2 separate regions of the Mus musculus genome follow, and region 1 is linked to region 2. A link is a contact called in public capture Hi-C data. All regions are on one chromosome and are shown on one strand. The core of a region is the stretch at or near the end of the contact, and the rest is flanking DNA. Distances in the headings are between cores, read along the strand shown.

Region 1 (5,539 bases), core at 1,685-4,184, 120 kb before region 2:
ATATTTGGAAACTGAGCCACAGCGAGGTTAAGTAACAATTCTGAGACTCTCATTATGAGCAATGACCAGATTCCTATCCCAAGGCAGGAGACTTTGTACCTATTACTCAACCACTTGCTGGATTCATTTCGATGGCAGGGCAACTTCTAATGCAGCACTGAGCAGATTCTATACACCCTGAAAGGCTTTGGGACTGATCTCAAATCCTACTAACACGCATGGGATAGTAACTGTCTTTTTTTATTCTCTCTTTTTGTTCTGTTGAGGACTTGGACACCCAAGCCAGGCTGCAAACCATGAGTCCAAAACAGTGTGACCTGTGCTCAAATCTATTCAAGGTGCTACCCTTCTAAGCTGGGATGCCTTTAAGAGCAATCATTCCACTAAAGACAGCTGGGACAAGAGGTATTGTCCCAGCTAAAGGGCTGGTATATACAGTCTAGTGGGAGAGTGTGTTTACAGGTCTACATATGCACCCCAATATCTCCCCCAACCTTTCTCCCTCCTTCTCTCTTTCTCTCTCTCCTTCTCTCTCTCCCTCCCCCCTCTCTCCCTCTCCCGCCCTCCCCCCACACAAAGACATACCTACACACACACACTACAAAAGGTCCTTTGTAGTGCCCTTATACTTCAGGTATAAGGTAGGCCACAGACTTCTGTGCAGACATAGCTGTGTGGTCACAGAGAGCAGTCAGCTTGAGGAGAAGGACACCCCGCTCCACCTGACATCTTTAGCTACCTGGATGCATGAATGTGTAAGGAGAGACAGGCACACCTGGAGACCCCCTGTCTCTGGGCTTTGTAAGTACCTTCCTGGGGATGAAGGCATTTGTCCTGATCAGCTGTAAGAATCAGATCAATACGAGAAGACCAGCATTCTTTTTCTCTGCCGTAAAACCTGACTTAGTCCTTACGAGGATTTTACTGTTACTTTATATTCAAATGTGGAGGGTCTGTGAGCCATTAAGCAGTTAATTTTTATAAATGGCACACCCTCGTCATTCCAGAGTCTGGGAAAGGACGCTCCCTCATTATCAGGCACGAAGCTCCTCTTGGGTAAAGCGACTCGGGTGGTCATTGGAGATTAGAGCAGATCCTCATTGCTCCCCTAATGGGACACCTTGAAGAGGTTTTGGATTCTAAGTTGCAAGCTGTCTTCCACCCCAAGAGCCTTTGCTCCCATCCCTTCTATGCAATGCTGGGATGACTAGTGCTAAGTTTCACTTAGATGGGAAGTAGAACCATCTGGGAGTGAGCCTCATGATCATGTCTGTGAAGAAGTTTCTAGATCTGGTCAACTGAGATGAAAATACTCACCTGAACGTGATGGCACTACTGCGTGTGTTGTCTTGAGAATTGGATAAAATGGAGAAAAGAAGCTGATTCTGGTCTGTGGATACAAGATGATCAGCTGCTTCATGATCCTGCCATTGTGAATCCACGCCTTGATGGATTGTACCCCTCTAACCACAAACCAAAATAAACCCTTCTTCCTTTAGGTTGCTTCTGTTGGGTGTCTTATTACAATCCTGAGAAGAATAACTAACACAGTAAGCCCAAGATACTGTGGGCTGAGGAACATATCCCTCACACGCCAAAGTCACGTTCAAGTAAGCAAAGCTTTCTCCAGCCTGAGATCAGCAGGTGATGGCCACATGTGCAGGTGTTCTGGAAGCCCAGCTGGCTGGCTTGTGGAAGAAACAGCTCAGGGTTGGAAAATGGTCTGTTCAAAGAGGTAGCCAGTCCACAAGGCTAGGGAAATCTGTACTGAAGGAAAGATCCAACAGGAGATGAGGAGGCCTGTTTCCCATGGTGAAAACAGACACTCTGATTGAGCAAGCTGTGGGAGCCTGGAAGAGGCTTCCTCGATAGGCAATGAGGTCCCTGTCACAGGTAATAATCCTGAGAGTCCAAAGCAGGGAAATCTGGAGAAAAGATCTCTGTGTTTGGTGACAGGCTAGAGAGATGACATCTCAGTCCCCTAAGATGCTTTATTTTATATATGACGGATGGAGCCGTGAGGTGTGTCAGTCTGCGGCTTTCTTGCCACATCTAATCAAGGCAATATTTCTGGATAAAAACCTAGAAGGGTTTTTGGAACATATGCTCGGGAGCTTGAGGCAAGGAGGACCAGGTTGCAGCGTAGGCTCTTAAGGGAACTGTACAACCACAGGTACCTCGGAAATCTCTGCATCCTTGTTTCGTCATCTGGAAGCTGAAGCACAGGTGTCACACAGGGACAGTGTGGACTCTGCAGCTGAGAGAATGCCAAGCACTGGATATAAACAAGTGGCGAGGGCAGATTTGCACTAGCATGCCCACACCCACACACAGGCATGTGCACCCACACATACATGCATGCACTCATGCAGCCAGTGCAGAACCAGGACTGTGCTTTTGGGAGCCCAGCACAAGCACACTTAAGCTATCCTGCCTCTCCATGCACTCTAGTCTTCTTTATTTTAAAATTAAAAAGTGTTCACGCAACGGCATTTTTATTCTCATTAAAGACGATGAAAACTTTATGGCTTCCCCCCTAGAATCAAGACCTGAATTTATTACTGTTTATATTCGGATTTGAGGCTTGCCTAGAACCAACTCATCTTGTGTCCCCCCTCTCTCACACAGGACTGTAGAAAGAGCATGTTTGCGAAGTAATGAGGATGGAGAGTTAGAGGCTGATTTTCTTCCCTTCCCCACTTTTTTTTTCTTTCTTTTTTTTTTTTTTCTTTTTGCAAAGGAAACTCCTCCTCGGAGCTGGCATGGCATTATTAAAAATAATAAAGCAGGAGGTTGGGAAGGAGAAGGTAAATAAGGTGATTCATACATCATCTGCAAAAGACACCTAAGGAAGGCAGAGCGAAATCATTGCCTGTTTGGTGTGCAAGGAGATTCTCATGAGTCAGCGTCTACCGCTTCCGTTCTCCCCCAGCTGCGGCTTCAGGCTTGGCTGTGTCATCGGTGGGTGGGCCAGTTTGTGGCTCCTCCTGATCTGTACATACACATGCGCACGTACACATGCACACGGACACACACACACACACACACACACACACACATGGGCATTAGTGTGTATATGTGTCACACCAATGTGCAAGAGCTACTCTTTTCCAGGACTCAGGACAAGTGTGTGTCCTTGTGTTCAGGGGAAAAACAAAACAAAACAAAACAAAACAAAATAAAAACATGTCAAGAAAGTACTGGAGAACTCACAAACTCAAGAGTCCTCTGAGCTCTGTGAGAGTCAGCTCACACGCCAGGATGCCCTGTCACCTGTTGTGTGTTTTTGCCTTGTGGTTCTGGCAGCAGAATTGAGTGTGTGCCTTTACAGTATCTCTTTGGTCAGCAGTCTTTCAGAGACAGGGTGCACACGTGAGACACGTCCCATTCTGGAACTCTGTAAACCAGAGCACCCTCTATGTGGCTTCACCACAAATGAAAGTAGAGGCTGCCGAAAAGATAGTGGTGACATTCAATAGCCATCACCAGGAACCAGTTGGTGAACCCCATTAAAGCCTGGAAGGAATATCATGGCATCATTTTCCAAATATGCATATCCCTAGGGAAACAAAGGGTATTTTCAGTACCAATAACTTATATTGATTGAGTCACAGGCCATAGCACAGGGGCAGGGGGATTTTGCATGTGCTGAACTCAGAGTCAACCTAAAACATGAACACAGGTGCTGTACCCACTTTTCAGACAAAGAAACTGCGGCACTGGAAGGTCTAGCAGCTTTCCTAAGCTTGCACAACTGGCAAGTGGCAGAGAGGTCTTGCTAATCTACTTCTAGAGCCCTCCCTGGTAATGGCTCCACCTGACGTGCATCAATGCAGGGGCCAGACCCCTGGTCCCTCCTTCTACATCAGCACTCCCTGGCCCATCTGCCTGGAATGTTTTCACATCTCCTTTCTTCCATTCTTTCTATAAATTCTGGGTGCAGACCTTATTGCTAAGCGGTTTCTCCTGGCAAGAGTAGGCAAGGTTCTGACAAAAGCACACTCACCCAATAGGAGTAGTGGCTCAGGCCTGTCGTCCCAGCACCTGGAAGGCTGAGGCAGGAGGTTTCTCACAAGTTGGAACCCAGCCAGAGCTGCATAGGTCTAAGCCAACCACCTCTCAAATAAAAGCTACAGACTGTGTCTAAAACAAAACCTTCACCGAAACCCATGGAATGGGAGAGATTTGGCTCTTTTGTAGCTAGGACTACAGTGTTTAAAAACCCAGGGCTCAAAACAACACACATCCCCCAGAGAAACCAGCAGGCCAGGAGAAGGCCCTGCCAGGCTAGGGCCCAGCTGAGAGTGGATCACATGCTCGGGCCAAGGAAACAGCAGCACTGGCCAAGCTCCCCAGGTCTTTCCTACCCTGCGCTGGCCCAGACCTGCCTGTATCTAGCCAGGAGTGCAGGAGGATGTGGGCAGATAGGAACAGGTCTCTCGGAGCCAGGCTCAGTGCCCCAGCAGGGCCTTGAGTCCCCTGCCAACACGCTTGCCAACCAAGCTGTGTAAACATTGAGCTCTCTGGCAAAGCTGGGGAAGGGGAGACAGAAAGGGCTCCTCATCCAGTGTGGGTGTGGGAGGAGACTGCGCTCCTGGTTTCTTTCCTGTGCGCTCCCTGTCTCCTTCTTCCTCCTGGCCAGAAGAGGCAGAAGGCTCTTAGCGACCACCATGAGCCATGTCTAAGGATGTACCCTGTCCTTTGCTGAACACAGAGCTTGACTCTCCTGCCTACTTCACCCTTCCTTCTCTTCTTCCTCCCTCCCCTTCTTCTCTTTCTTTTTGTACATATGTGTACCTTACCACCACACCTAGGAGTGGGTTTCACCAAGGTGCCATAAGGCCAGTGGCCTGAGTCCTGTGATCACATGTGATGGGTTAGGAACCAAGAAAGATATAGATAAAGGTGTCAGTGTGTTCTCCAGGGCAGCATCCTGCATGGACTTAACTTACTTTTTTTGTTTGGTTGGGTTTTTTTTTTTTGTTTGTTTGTTTTTTGTTTGTTTGTTTTTTGTTTTTGTTTTTGTTTTTTTAAGACAGGGTTTCTCTGTGTAGCCCTGGCTGTCCTGGAACTCACTCTGTAGACCAGGCTGGCCTCGAACTCAGAAATCCACCTGCCTCTGCCCCCCAAGTGCTGGGATTAAAGGTGTGCGCCACCACTGCCCGGCTTTAACTTACTTTTATATATTTCAGGTGAAACGCATTGACCCTAAAGCCATCCACTTGACAGCGATTCTGGAACACTTACTGTGTTCAACCTATAAGCATCAACTCCTAAAGTTACAGAAGACTCCCACCATCCCCAAAAGAAAACATGTCTCAGTCAGTACCCCACGCCATTTCTACTTTCTCCACCTTATTATCTCAAGACAGCCACAAATTTCAGCCCCCAGGAGTTTCCTATCCCATGTGCCACATACAAAGCAGCATGTTGCATCGAGATTCGTTCATGTACTATGTTTTCTAGCTCACTGAATTTTGTTTTCTATGTGCAATGATTTTCTTTATGCTCTATGTTCTGCACCTATCTAAAGTGTATG
Region 2 (5,762 bases), core at 2,377-4,876:
TCCCTAGTTGGCAGAACTGTTTGAGAAGGACTAGGAGGTGTGGCATTCTTGGAAGAATTGTATCCCCGGGGGTTGGCTTTGAGGTTACACAAGCTCATAACATGTCAGTTAATACTCTCCCCTTCTCAACCTCTCCCCTTCCTGCCTCATGGTAATCATGTCAACACTTGTGCTCTCAGATACTGCCCAAGCCTCTGCCTGCCTGCTGCCTGCCTGCTGCCATGTTCCCTTGCCATGATGGTCATTGACTCTACTATGTCCTAGAACCACAAGTTCCAAATTAAATGCCTTTTTAAATATGTAAGTTGCTTTGGTCATGGTGTCCTTTCAGAGCAACAGAAAAGTAATAAAGACACCATCTTACACAAGCACAGCCTCCCTCACTAATATCCTCCACTAGCGTGGCACATTTGTTATAACTGACAGGCCACTGTCACCAAGAACCCATTGTGTATATTAGAGTCTACCATTGTGGAAAGCATCTTATGGGTCCTAACTATAATACACATATCTGCCAGTACTGTGTACATCTCACAGGAATGTACAGGGATATTGTACTGTGAAAAACTCTCCAATAAAGACTTACACAGTAGGAGATGAATAAGGAAGTGTGTTGCTTACTTATTTTGTTGCCATGACAAGGCACACGGCATAAACAGCTTAAAGCGGGAGGGATTTATTTTGGGTCAAGGACACAGTCAGCATAGCGGGGAAGGCAGGGAAGCAGGGGCATGAGGTAGCTGGGTACTTTGCATCCACATTCGGGAAGCAAAGCAGAGAGCCATGAACACAGGGCCCAGCTCACCTTCTGTGAGCTTTGTATTTAGCCCAGGACCCTAGCCCATAGGATGCAGCCATCCACATTCAGGGAGTGTCTTCCCAATTCAGTTAACCTAATAGGTTAGGTAAATTGAGGTAATCGCTCACAGACATACCCAGAAATCTGTTTCTTTGGTCACCCTAGATATTGTCAGGCTGACAATCAGTATGAACGAGAGGAAAGTACAGCTTAGGAAGAAGAATGAGGGAAGGGGGTGGATATGCGAGTCTGCTAAGAAAATCAGTGGACATGAAGTAGAGAGGGGCCAGACAGGAGGAGAGGCCGGGGGGAAGATTGGAATCAAACCAAATAAGCCTTGGTACAGCTCTGAACGGTGAGGGAGTGAATCACAGTAAGTGGGGACCAATATGAACTTTCTTAGCGACTGTGATTCACACAGCTGGAACCTGCTGGGGCCTCCCCCACCGGACCACAGCCTGCCCCTCTGCAGCTGATGGTATGGTACCCCAGTAGGTCACCACAGCCAAGACATTACCACGTCTCCTAGTTCTTTCCAGTCTGATGTCATCTTTCCAAAGACTGGCAGCAGTTGCAAGAAAACTGTTTCAGATAGCTATTAATATTTTAACATGCTTTTAAGAAAATTTGGCCTTTTGTCGAGTCGGTCTCCAAGCAGACATATATCATAGCCCATGATAGACATTACACTTAGCCCTGTTTGGTGGGGATAGCTGCCTTGTTTTGATTCATTTTTTAACATCTATTATTAAAAAATCTTGCTGGTGTGTGTTTGCTCCTATATTCCCTGAGTTGCTTTGCTCTGTGCCCTCCCCATAAGGAGCAATGCACGGCTGATTCTGTGACCTGACCAGGGCTGTCAGAGATGACCACTTTCTAAACAACAACAAGGCCATCTGGAACCCAGAGGGCAAACCAAACATCTCAGTAACGAGGAAATGATAGACTGACGCTGGTTTTGCACTTAGGGTGGGGGATAAATGATTTCTTTCCACCGATATATATTACGAGGGACAGGCATAAAGCCCATTGGGAGAATATGCAACTGAGGATACTCAGCTTAAGAGGCAAGCTGGAGACAGTTTTAAGGAGAGGCAATTCCGGCAGAAGGATAGCAGGATGCTTCTAAGGTTGAGAAGAGAGGGTTTTGTGTGTTTGTGGAACAGGAAGAAGTCTGGTGTGGCTAGAGAGTGATGTGGGAGGAAAAGTGGTGAAGGCAGCCAGGGCTAGGTCACAAGACATGGGTTGGGTGGCTAGAAAGTGACATTTTTTTTTTCTGAGAACATGTACATGTGCACCCAGAAGCCAAGTGACAACCTTAGGTATGACTCCTCTGGAGCCAACAGTCATTTTGTTCTTTGAGATAGAATGTCCCATTGGCCTGATGTTCACCAGGTAGACTAGGCTGGGTGGCTAGGGAGCCCAGGGATCGGCCTGCCTTCATCTTCTCAGTGCTGGCATCATAAGTTCATGTCACCATCCTTGGCTTTGAATGCATCAGTCTAGATATTGATCTGGGGTCCTCATATTTGCAAGGGAAGCACTTGACCTATCAGGCTCTCACCTCGTCCACTACTTCCTACTTTGAAGCATTCTTTATGGGTGCCTTAATCCCTATGCAAAGGACAGGTCATACAGTGGCACTCTAGTTACCTATTCAATCTGATGACAGATCTCTAGGTCACCTCACCAAGTCACCAAAATCGGAGACTAATGTGTACTTAGAGTCTCCAAACTAAGCTCTAGACAAAAAGCAGCAATGCCAGCTCAGGTTCTTCAGCAAGCAGCCCCAAAAAGGAGCTTAATTCACCCTCTACAGAGCAGAACACTCATCCAGCTGAACTCTGCCTGGGTTCTTAGCTACATCATGAGATTCACAGTAAAAGCATGGTGATGGATGCCCAGTGTTGTGGAAGGCCTGACTGAAAGAGTGACAAAAATGTGTGGTGAGGTGACTATGCTGAAGATAGAAAAGTGCAGCCACTCCAAAGGGAAGTTTGGGGAGGGAGGGCAGAGGGAAGGGACTTGACAGAAGATTTATCACGGGGCTTGTTTTACCACCCAAGCAGATAGATGAGAGAGAGCCAGTGAGGTGAAGGAAAGAAAAGATTTGGTTTTTGCCTTGAAAGAACTCTTTGTTGGGTTGAATGTGAGATAGAAGCTAAAACCTTGGGTCAAGAGATAGGGGCAGAAGGGAGCCCGCCTTTCTGCATCTTGTTTCAGCTCTTCTCATTACAGATGCTCAAGTGTTCAGGGATGATAGATACACTGTTGTCTTTGAGCAAGCAGAAGCCTGACAAGACAAGATGGAGGCAGGGCTTCAGTATGTCTAGACATCACATAGCCAGAGGACTTCCCCTACCACACACAGACCGCCTCACCTCTTGGGCTCTCAAGGGGCTCCTGATGGTCTCTGACACCAGCGTTGCTCATCCACTGTAGCCCACAGATGCTATTAACAGATAATCTCCCATCGCATCCCAAAGAAGGGCTTAAGACCACAGGAGTTCTCAATGTTGGTTCCATCCCCAGATGCCCCCAGCCAAATGGAAAGTCAATACACCGCTCTTTTCCCTTGTGGAAACTTCCCAAATACACTCTTGCCAGGTGAGCCCCTGGGGAAAGAAACTTCTAGAAGAGTCCTCCTATGCCTCCTGATGCTGACCCAGTAACAAGTCAAGTGGATGAGACTGGTTCCTCTCATCTCAGCATTTTATTTAGGTCTTTGGTTGAGTCACTCCTGTGCCATTTTCCAGTGGGGAGCAATAAGTTAGCAGATCCAAGAGGTCAGGAGAGATCTCAGGCGGTGGAGGCCACCGCTGAGGAACTGGTGGCTTGACATTTGCGGAATCTCACTTCTCTTTTTACTTATTGCTTTACTGAGGCTGAGCCTTGGGCCTCAAATATCTGTTCTTCCAGAACGGATTCACGATTTGAGATGAGTCAGGTGGGGAGTCACCACAGCCCAGCTGAGAACTGGCACGGAGAAAGGAAATGTGTGGGAGAAGGGTAACCCCTTCTGCTATGACACTGGGCTTCTTCTTGGTCAGCTGTACTCGTTACCTTTCTAGTCTCCGTGACACAGCGTCCAACTTAGGAGAACAAGGAATGGTTTATTTTGGCTCACAATTGATGAAATCCATCATGGCCGGCAAGGCATGGCAGCAGGAATTTGAGGCAGCTGGTCACATGACATCCACTGCCACGAAGCAGAGAGAGATGAACCCTGGTGCTCACCTATTTATGCATCGGAAGATCCCAGACCATGGGATAGCACTGCCTACACTGAAGAGTAGTCTTTCCTCCTCAATTAACCTAATGTAAAAATAAAATAGAATAAAATAAAATAAAATCCCTCACAGACACACCCAGAGTCTCCCTCTTTATGGTTCCGGATCCTGTCAAGTTGACAATATTAACCATCATATCACCAGTCTACCCAAACGTGAGGGAGGAGCCATGCTGTAGTTTCTCCAAAATCCCATCTATTCAGTCTCTCGGGTTTTAGATTATTGGAGTTCCTGGAGTTTAACTATATGAAGCAGAACACCAGTTCGTCCGAGCCCTGTCTTGATCCCTTGCCTTAAAACTGAATTTTGCAATAAAATTATGGTCATTTGAAGCTGCAATGATGGATAACCAGAATGGAAGGGAAGCTGCGGGGGAGCTTGAAGGAGGAGGAATTAAAGAGAATCATTTGCAAACATACCCACAAGCTAACTACCCAGGAGTCCATATCTCTTCCCTAAGAATTTGTGAAGTCTGAGCACTCTCCTGCCTTCAAGGAGATCATAATTTGTTTTCTGGGTACAAGAATGTCTGTCTTAACATAGAAATCAGAGAGATGGGGTTGGAAAATGGGGAATTCTGGGATGCCTGACTGAGAGCACTGGACAGGGGAATTGAAATGTGAGCTCCACACTAAGAGCCCACTTGTCCATGTTGTAATCTAGCCCCTGGCGTGCAAAGACTAATCCAGATGTCCTTGGTGGATGAATTTATGAACATACCTTGCCTGATGCTTAGCTGCAAGAATTCAAACAACATCTGCAAGGTCTCTTTGCTTTGCCTCCCGTGAGCAGGAGTGGATGAAGGGAAGATAGCTCATCTGTCCAACAATGGCTTCCTAAGCAGCTCTGTGTGAGCAACACTGTTCCAGGGGCTGACCACACCAGCAAACAAAGTACAAGAAACTCTCACCTAGGTGCTTTTTAGTAGGACAAAAAACTATCAACCAAACACCAGCATGTATAAAAAAGTTAGGTGTCATCTGAAGACATGGACGCAGGAGGGCAGTGATTAGAGGTCACACATGGGAGGCCAAAGAAAGTCCAGCTATGGCAGCCTACAGGTGTAGAGCTGTGAGCATCAGAGGGAATACTATGTGCAAAGATCCTAAGGCAGGAGCTTAGATGACATGCTGGACACATCTGCTAGCCACCGCCTATGAACCTGATGAGAAGAAATTAGAAAATGAGACCAAAGGCTAGCCAAAGCCACTCTGCTGAGGACATTAAGGTCATTTGGAAAAGGATTTTGACACTTACTCTGAAAACAAGTGTAATATTTCTAAGAGCATTGCAGCACATAGTAGGCCCCTTCACAAAATACTTCTGTGTAACGTTTATGGAAACTGAACAAGATCACCTAACAGAGTCGTGACTCCCAAAACATTACCATTATCAAAGGGGGCTCTGGGACTCTGGAACATGAATGCTAGAAAATGTCTTGGATCTGATCTTGATATGTAGCATGAAGCACTGTCTCCTTGCTCCTAGTTAACTCAACATTCCCTCTATGGATGAGAGTTCCAGGGCTTCGAGTACTCAGATGTAGCCCATGCAGGTGTAGAGAGATGTAGAGGGAAACCAGCCTGACAGTCTAGCTAATTCCCATCCTGTAGGATTCTCAGTCTCCAGAGACAAAGAAAGAGTCTGTCTTCCTGCCTGTTGGGATGCCAAGA

What was found. Capture Hi-C pulls out chosen DNA fragments and counts their contacts.
Region 1: a contact with region 2 is called in a capture Hi-C map of bone marrow-derived macrophages, with 2.9 times the contacts expected there. The contact joins two enhancer-like sites. A contact is called at or near these places in 3 of 484 Hi-C or Micro-C datasets (brain, embryonic stem cells and nephron progenitors), 1 of 115 datasets of contacts at active chromatin or transcription factors (bone marrow-derived macrophages) and 1 of 9 other capture datasets (bone marrow-derived macrophages).

The regions. Positions count from the first base shown.
Region 1 is chr8:115,615,961-115,621,499 of GRCm38.p6, reverse strand. Gm39256 (a long non-coding RNA gene) reads left to right here. Exons shown (of 2, transcript XR_879215.3): 2 at 1-5,539. Among named protein-coding and RNA genes, the nearest start is that of Gm39256, 26 kb to the left of the region's middle. Within about 2 kb of position 2,934, at least 65 of the 459 cell types and tissues checked have an H3K27ac peak or open chromatin away from gene starts, as enhancers often do. A contact at or near this core is called in bone marrow-derived macrophages, where this site is marked.
Region 2 is chr8:115,492,470-115,498,231 of GRCm38.p6, reverse strand. No RefSeq gene overlaps it. Among named protein-coding and RNA genes, the nearest start is that of Gm39256, 150 kb to the left of the region's middle. Within about 2 kb of position 3,626, at least 13 of the 459 cell types and tissues checked have an H3K27ac peak or open chromatin away from gene starts, as enhancers often do. A contact at or near this core is called in bone marrow-derived macrophages, where this site is marked.